Regions from separate parts of the Sus scrofa genome. Here region 2 is linked to region 1. The links are chromatin contacts, called in public Hi-C maps. All regions are on one chromosome and are shown on one strand. Each heading gives the region's core, a stretch centred on a gene start, on an enhancer-like site or on the middle of the called end of the contact. The rest is flanking DNA. Distances are from core to core; before and after follow the strand shown. Region 1 overlaps LOC110260311 (a long non-coding RNA gene). Region 2 holds the start of CRP (C-reactive protein, pentraxin-related).

Region 1 (4,327 bases), core at 1,258-3,757:
AGTTACAGTATCTTAATTCAAGAGTTTTTTTGTTTGGTTGGTTGGTTGGGGTTTTTTTCCTCTTTACAGCTGCACTTGCAGCATTTGAAAGTTCCCAGGCTAAGTGTTGAATCAGAGCTGCAGCTGTAGACCTACGCCACAGCCACAGCAAAACCAGATCCGAGCTACATCTGTGACCTACACCACAGTTTGTGGCAATGCCAAATTCTTAACCCACTGAGCCAGGTCAAGGATCAAACCTGCATCCTCTCTGATATTATGTTGGGTTCTTAACCCGCTGAGCCACAATGGGAACTCCCGTATTTCAAGTTTTGTTTCTTCTGATTATTTGGGGTGAAGGTACAAGGCAAGGTAAAGAAATTAATAAGATTTTTTTTTTCAAATGTAACCCTTTGGTAAGTGTAGCAGGTGTGATTCAGCTTTACACTAGGAGATTGTAAAGTCTGCCCTCGAGGATACCACCCTATCCTCTGTGATGCAGGAGTAATGCTATGACATGATGTGGGGCTGACCCAGAGGAAGATGCACTGTTAATCTCCAATCTCTCAGCACCACCCAACTATTGGTTTCTGTGCACAACTGTGCTGAACTGGCTTAGCCTCTCCCCATTAACATTTATAGAAGGATTTATGTACTGCAGAGATTCTGGTCCACTCTGCTTTATACAACTAATAACTCGAAAGGAAAATGCAGAGACTCATCTGGGCATTAACAAAAAAAAGAAGACAGTTGTTCCACTTATGCAACATCATGGTCAAATGATAATATGCAAAATGCACACTGGCCAAGGGGGACGGTAAGTATATGCATAGTCAGCGTGAACTCAGAAGAATGGCGAGGGGTTGTGTGGGTAAGAATGACATCCAGCTGTAGGAACACAGACCCAAATACAATGGGCAAAAGATTATGCCCCAGCATTCTGTCCCCTTTCAAGAAACCATCCCAGGAATCCCACCCAACAAGTTGTGTTTAAAGTCTCTTGGGCCAGACCTAGAGACATAACCCAACATAACTGTAAGGGAGGCTGAGAAGTGTACTCTCCTGGCTGCCTACAGCATCACCGTGAATAAAGCCAGGGCTTATTTCCAGGAAAAATGGGAAAATAGGTATTGAGCGGGCAGAAAGCAAGTGCTTTCACAACAATCTATAATCCATGTGATGTCAGTGAGCTGGCTTGTGCAAGCTCATCCGGGCACAGGGCAGGGTAGGGGTCGAATCGCTGAGATGGTGAAGGGTATGTATGGTTAGTGTGAGCTTAGTGGATCAGTGAGAAATGTAGAGTCGGGTGTGAGATTAACCATGTGGTGAGCGGTATATAATCTATGTGGGCTCAGTGAGGTGGTGAGGGGCATATACAGTTAGTGTGAGTTGAGACAGTTATAATTAGTGTTTGGGCTACACTGAGAAAATTTCACTAAAGCCTTTATAATCATTTTGCAGCTTTTTTTTTTTTTTTTTTTTTTTGGCCGTGCTGGGGGCACGCAGAGGTTCTCAGGCAGGGATGGAACCTTTGCTACAATAGCAACCAGAGCCACAGCAATGACAATGCTGAATCCTTAACCTACTGAGCCACCAGGGAACTCCCACTTTGCAGTTTTCTGGGAGCATCAATCCATAAGAACAACTCGGTAAGATCAGGGAAAGATGGGAAACACCCTGCTGTCCTCTATGGGGTGGGGGTGGGGGGGCATGGCAACCTCTCTATCTTTATAAGTGGGTTTTTTTTGTTTTTTTGGTTTTCTTTTATTTTTTCCTTTTTTAAGGCTGCACCTGCAGCATATGAGGTTCCTAGGCTAGGGGGTGAATTGGAGCGGCAGCTGCCAGCCTATACCACAGCCACAGCAACATGGGATCCCAGCCACATCTACAACCCACACCATAGCTCACAGCAATGCAAGATCTTTAACTCACTAGGCGAGACCAGGGATTGAACCTGTATCCTCACTGACACTAGTTGGTTTTGTTACTGCTCTGTGTGTGTGTGTGTGTGTGTGTGTGTGTGTGGTTTGTAATCAGGGTCTGCCTTCACTGGGACAGATGTTACATTGTTACAGATGTTACATTGACAGGTACAGGTGGCCCCTCTTGTCAGTTCCAAGCAGGATCTGCTCTGCTATTGTCCTTCTATGGCCAAGTCCCCTCGGGTTAACAGGCTTCATACATCACAGTGGGCAGGTTTACACACCTCGACCCAAAGCCAGAACTGCTAACAAATTACCTTGACATGTTGATTGCTTGCCTTATCTCACCCAGGAGGCCTCCAAAGTCCTCCTTCACATCGCCAGAAACACTTCCAATTATGGCCTTGGTTTATCAGGGACTGTTTTCTTGGTGTTCCTACTCTGCTCCCTATGACCTTGATTGTCTGAGTGATAGATATTTGAGTTGTTGCTGCATCCCTCTTAGAATGGCCCCTGCTTATCTCTGCCTCTGTTCCTACAGGATGTGTTTTATTGCCACACAGACTCTTGACTTGCGGCCGCTGTTGCATCATCCAGCACTGACTGTCACTCTAGCAACTCGAGGACACCTATAGTTGGCCTCTGTAAAGAGAGCTGTCCAGAAACAAAGTGCCAAACATAACACTGTATCAAACTTCTTGAGTTACACAATAGGAGGAAATCATTACTTAGGATTTCAAAGGACAACAGAGAATTTCAACATCAACCGGGAATTGTGCTCTGTTTTTGAGCCAATCGATGCCAGACGGATGATGGGAAAGAACAACTGACGTGTCATGGGATTGCCAAGCACCATCCCAAATCCTTCCTGAGGTCAGCAGTCCCAGCCCCACCAAACCCTACAGCTCAAAAAGCAGCTACAAGTGCAGGGTACACTGTGACCCTGAGGACATCATCTACTTTAGGAGCCACACCTAAAATTGCTAGATTTTTGGTTAGAAATGTGGTTGATAACATGCCCTTAGAATCATCATGAACTCTGGAAGAGGACATTGACTCATCAACTCATCTGTCAGAGTCAAGTATAATTTTAGAAATCAGCTTAATGTGAATTCTCAAGAACAATGATCTAAAAGCATTGATATTGGAGAGCCCATCCTATCTGAATTGGCAGGTGCTTCAACATAGCCCCAGCAAATGGTGAGGAATTCATCCTGGTTTCATTTGACCAAGAAATTATTCATGGTTATATACCCTCCGCAAATCTGCAAGACAAACTCCAGAGCTTTGTTGGGATCAAATATTAAGTTTTGCTTCCCAACCAAGGACCTTGATCTGGACTAGTTATCTTGGATGGGAAATTCTCCTTCTTTAATAATCTCCTATTGAGATAAGTTGGGATTTCACATAGGTAATGTTACTGCAAAAATCTAGGCTCTGTGGGGAAAGTGACTTTTGTTCACTCTTAGAATGAGGAAGAAGCAGTAGAAATGATCACCCATGAACTCTCCAGCAAATATCCTGCATCACAGGAACATGCCTGGTCTTCTTTGGAGAGGTGGACTGACCCCAATTTCAGGACACCACAGGAACTCAATAAAACTTGGAACATTATGTTACAATTTATGAAGGCATAGCTAACTCAGCAACTGGAAGGAATAACAATTATTGCCCGTTGATTATAAAAGCTTTTTTCTGTTCAGGCATTCTTTGAACTCTTATGTCAAAGCAACCCCATGATCAATAAGACCCTGAGAATCTTACCAGATGCTGGATGATGGCATGAAATTGACAACTCTTTCCACAGTTCTCTTGTTTAATTGGGTGCTCAATGAGATGGACTGTATTGGATCAGGATTGGTCCTGATGAGGATTATCATGTTCCAGAGCCAAGCTGGGAAGACAGACAGAAAATAAATCTAAAAATCACAGGTAGGGGACTGGGGATGGGAATAGCCAATAAACAGGGCACAAGCCAAATGAATAGTCAGGAATTAGACGCCTATCAGGAGTCCAGATTAAGCATGTAGGTTAAAAACCAAGCCAGCAGTTAGGAATCAGGAAACCCACAAGCAGCACTAGAGTCAGGAAATACAAGTCAAAGGGCCAGAAACCAAGTAAAAAGTTATGACAGCTCAGAGTTCCCTGTGGCTCAGCAGGCTAAGGATCTAGCATTGTCAGTGTTGTGGCTTGGGTTTGATCGCTGGCCTTGGAACTTCCACATACCCCGGGTGCAGCCAAAACAAAGAGTTCCGACAGCAGTTAAGAGCACATACCCCGGGTGCAGCCAAAACAAAGAGTTCCGACAGCAGTCACAGTGGCTACCCCAGTTCTGTGAGGGCAATCCATGATGCTCTGGGTTGTATAAGCGGAAGCAGAATAAAAAGGAATGGAATCAAATGACAGAGGTAGAGTGTTGGGAATCA
Region 2 (4,327 bases), core at 839-3,338, 34 kb before region 1:
CTTGGAATTCCAGCAGGAAGATGTCTCACTCCCAAAGTTCATAAAACAATCCTGGGAAGACTAAAATTGGTCCTTCCAGGAACATACAATCATCCCCCCCAATCTCCAAATAGGATTGGGGCTACTCTATTAGGATAGCGTGGGTCACAGCCACTCTGTGGCCTGGGTATGTTGGGGAAAAGGTGGAGTTTGAGAAGAGTTTCCCGAAAGAACCACAAAATTAAGAAATCACTGTGAGCAAACAAAAAACATGGCTCTGTAAGACCTTGGCACTAATAATTACGGTAGCTACATCTAAATGCTCCACTTTGTCTAGGGAAATAGATAGGTCTTCTCTACTAGGGCCATTCTGATTGCCTTTCTGGGGTACTTTGAGAAATGGGAAGAATGTACAGTATTGCTAGGTTTCCCATTTCTTTTTTTTTTTTTTCCTTTTTGTCTTTTGTCTTTTTTAGGAGTTCCCATTTCCAAAGACCTGGCCCAATGTCATAACTCTGAGATGGAAGGGCAAGTCCCTCCTACTTTCTAGGAAGTCTTGGGTAGGAAATTAGGTAGAAGACAGCACACCTTTCTCAACTCAGAGAAAGATTCTCCTTGTGACTTTAAAAAAAAAAAAAATCAGTTCTCCTTTCTGGGTCCCAATTTTCTCATCTACATGAAGGAAAGGTATTGTCTCTAAGATTTTTTCAACTTAAAAAAAAAATAGCAATAACAGAACCAAACACACCTGCAATTCTGATCCTGCTGTAAAAACCAAAAACCAAAACCAAAACTTCTCAATGTAGTTCACAGCCTCCCAAGCCAGACACTTGAATGCCCTCTCTGGCACTGAGGAGGGTAGAGCAGGGATGTGAGAGCCTGTGTTCACAGAGCTGGCTTGCAGTGTGTGTACAGGGGCTGGGGCCAGTCTAGAACCACAGAGTGCAACTGTCAGGAAACACCTCCAGGACCACAGCGGCATGGCCTCAGGGCCACAGCTGGGGCTTGACATACACCTCGCCACTCATTTCATAACTCAGCGCCCGCCAGTTAAGGACATTAGGACTGAAGGTCCCACCAGCATAGACAGTGCTAATCTCCTCTGGTGACAACACATAGTCCCACATGTTCACATCTCCAATGTCCCCCACCAAACACTGGTTCTTCTCATACTCCCCAGCGAATGTGTCCTGCTCCTGCCCCAGGATAATGCTTGCCTCTGCCTCCACGGAGGCTCCCTTCTCCAGGCTCTTCCTCACCTTGGGCTTCCCGTCCACCCAGAACTCTGCAATCCCAGAGGCGGACTCCCAGCTGGCACAGATGTGTGTCGGAGCTGCGGTGTTTTCAGGACTCTTGAATAATACCTCAGTCCCACGCACTCCAAGAATATATCCTCTGCCCTTAGACCAAAATATGAGGATCTCGTTAGGTTGTTTTTTGGTGGCATAAGAGAAAACGCTGTACCCACGGGTTGAGGCCAGTTCTGAGTAGATATGGAGACACACGGTAAAGGCCTTGAGTGGCTTCTTTAACTGCGCTTTCAGGGACACGTAGGAATTATCCGACTCTTGGGGAAACACAAAGGCCTTCTTATGCAAGTCTGTGAGATGGAAAACAGAAGAGAGAGGAGAAATTTCTCAAATCACAAAGATCTATTCCTTACATATAGAATTTGGGCTTGAGAAATAGACTGATTGTTCCTCAGTTATGCGCGCGCACACACACACACACACACACACACACACACACACACACACACACACACTCGTCTAGGCTGGATGTTCCTCTGACTTCACCTTCATCGTTCAGATCAAATCGCTGGCATAGCCCCAGGTAGCCCCTACCTGACTGGCCAAAAGCATTGGAGAAGCTGATCAAGACCAGGAAACACCACAACTGCTTCTCCATGTCACTCTCTGCTGCCAGTGGTAACAGAATATGGATTCACCCCCTTGGAGAAGATGCCTTTGGTTGAAAGCTCAGGGACTAGAAGTCCTAGATCCCTCCTCTCAAGACTTGCCCCATCCTGCCTGGATTTATACCCAAGGCAGTAGAAGCGTCTGTGCCACTATGTAAATGACTTCCAATTCTGCTTCTCGCAGTGTCAGGGCTCTGGGAGGAAGGGAAGCAACATAGTTCCAGAACAGAGAAATCGATGTGGGTTATTTATTACAAACTCCTGTGACTACTGAGTCACCTCTGTGACAGGAGAAATGAAGAAGCTCTCCAAGGACTCCACTTTGGCTGTCTATCCTGTGAAATAATGGAAAATCTTATCTTAGTAGAAGAATAGCCATCTGATTGCACATGATAGCTGCAACTCTAGCACCTTCTTCAGCCCAAGTCATTGGGTCATTGGGTTTTCTGGAAGAAAGCGAAGAGCCTCTGGAGCTGACCATCATGGCTCACCCTTTACAGAGGCCTCTAGTTGACAGATTGGGAAATGCTGAAAACAAACATGCCATTTTCTGAGCCAAGGACAAATTTTTCTTAGCGCATTGAATTTAATTTTTAAGAAATCTCTGGTGCAGTGAAACATGTGCTTGATCACAAATATACCATATGCCAATGTGTCTTCATATTTTCTCAATATGTCAGGGTTTAGGGAGGTGTCAGGATGATCTGACCCTGCCATTTCCTTTATTCACAAAATTCAAGTAGTTTCTCCATGATGCCTGGCAATCTTAGTACCGTTCCCTACTGAAATCACCCTTCAGGATGATTATTTTTCTCCTCCTCTCTTCTTACCCCCAAATCTCATCCATTCTTATACTCAGCATTCAAAATTTTTTTTATTTTATTTTTTTGTCTTTTGAGGGCCACACCCTCGGAGGTTCCCAGGCTAGGGACCAAATCAGAGCTGCAGCCACTGGCCACAGCCACAGCCACAGCAAATCGGGATCTGAGCTGCACCTGCAACCTACACCACAGCTCACAGAAACACTGGATCCTTAACCCACTGAGTGAGGCCAGGGATTGAACCTACATCCTCACAGATACTAGTCAGATTTGTTTCCACTGAGCCACGATGGGAACTCCCAGCATTCACTTTTTCTTTATTGAGAAATAGAAGTCATCAGAGAAGAATGACCATACCTTTTGTAGCAGGGGCTTCTAGCTCCCCAGTGTCCATTCTCCACTTCTCCTACAGTAAGAGTGGCATTGGTGGTTGGGCACATGGTCACCTAGCCAATGAATTTCCCAGCCTCCCTTGCAGCTGGGAATGAGAATGTGAGTATGTTCTGGCCAGTGAGATATGAACAGAAGTAAGAGGGATGATTTCCAGGTTGTGCCCTTTAAAGTGAAGGCATCTGCTCTACCTTCCACTTCTCCCTTCCCTTTGCCTGGTGTGAGGCATGATGATAGGAGCTAGAATATCACCTTTGACCACCGTGGGTAAGATGCACGCTGAAGCTGGCAGATAGATGGAGCCTGGATAATTGGTTCTGGAACCGCTATAACGGCTCTAGACCACCTACTCGAACATTAATTTGATCTTCCTATTATAAAGGCTAGCTGATAACCTTACACATCCTCCCACTCCAAGTGTACCAATCTTTCTGCACTTTACTCACATATTCTGCCTCCTTCCCATAACAGGGGATGAATGGTCCCTGTGTATATCTAGGGCCAACCCTTGCACTTCTGCAAAGGATCCCAGACGTTCTTGATCACTCAGGGAATTTTGCTCCTGCAGGTATTCTATCTTCTAGATCATTAAATACCTCATCTTTATTCAATTATTCCCCCCAGCAAACAAATACACTAGAATATGTTTAATCTTTAATGAGAAGAAAAAGGGAGGAAAGAAGGGGGGAAAGAGTGAAAGGAGGGAGGGATCCTAAGACTCCTCATCTCCTTCTGCTATGGTCCATTTTTGTTCTGCCCTCATTTACAGCAAAACTTCTGGAAAGCGTTATGTGTACTGACAATATCCATTTTCCCATCTCCCGTTCTCTCCTCAGTCCAAGCAAACCAGACTCTGGCCTCTGCCACTCCGGTGAAACCAATGTAAACAAAAACCTTTCTCGTGTCAAATTCGATCATTGATTTTTGGTTCAGTTTCTCAGCAACAAAACTCAATATGGTTCACAACTTCCTCTTGAACAGCTGCACAGAGCTTTTTTAAAAAGTGAAATAATTTTAAAGCCCTATGCCTAAAACAAGTGGTCCTGCCTTCCACCTCTCTCCAGCCTTGATTCTCAAGTGGAGCTGAGAGATGGCAGAGCCTCCAAGAACATTGTTTGAGTCAGTGAATCCAGTCTCATCTGACACCAGTTCCACCTCAGTTCTTCTGAAGTCTATTAGCCCAAAAACTTTCTTTTTACTTATTTTACTTGGTTTTATG

What was found. Hi-C and Micro-C count contacts between places; a contact is called where the count stands out from the background.
Region 2: a contact with region 1 is called in a Hi-C map of liver, with 2.8 times the contacts expected there. The contact joins the promoter of CRP here to the enhancer-like site in region 1. A contact is called at or near these places in 1 of 5 promoter capture datasets (liver), 5 of 47 Hi-C or Micro-C datasets (liver and skeletal muscle) and 1 of 2 datasets of contacts at active chromatin or transcription factors (skeletal muscle).

The regions. Positions count from the first base shown.
Region 1 is chr4:90,747,026-90,751,352 of Sscrofa11.1, reverse strand. It overlaps LOC110260311 (a long non-coding RNA gene), which reads right to left. Exons shown (of 4, transcript XR_002343382.1): 3 at 3,666-3,795. Among named protein-coding and RNA genes, the nearest start is that of DUSP23, 27 kb to the right of the region's middle. Within about 2 kb of position 2,507, at least 8 of the 83 cell types and tissues checked have an H3K27ac peak or open chromatin away from gene starts, as enhancers often do. A contact at or near this core is called in liver, where this site is marked.
Region 2 is chr4:90,780,502-90,784,828 of Sscrofa11.1, reverse strand. CRP (C-reactive protein, pentraxin-related) reads right to left here and starts at 2,088. Exons shown (of 2, transcript XM_003355107.4): 1 at 1,824-2,088; 2 at 1-1,579. The coding sequence starts at 1,887. The coding sequence ends at 966.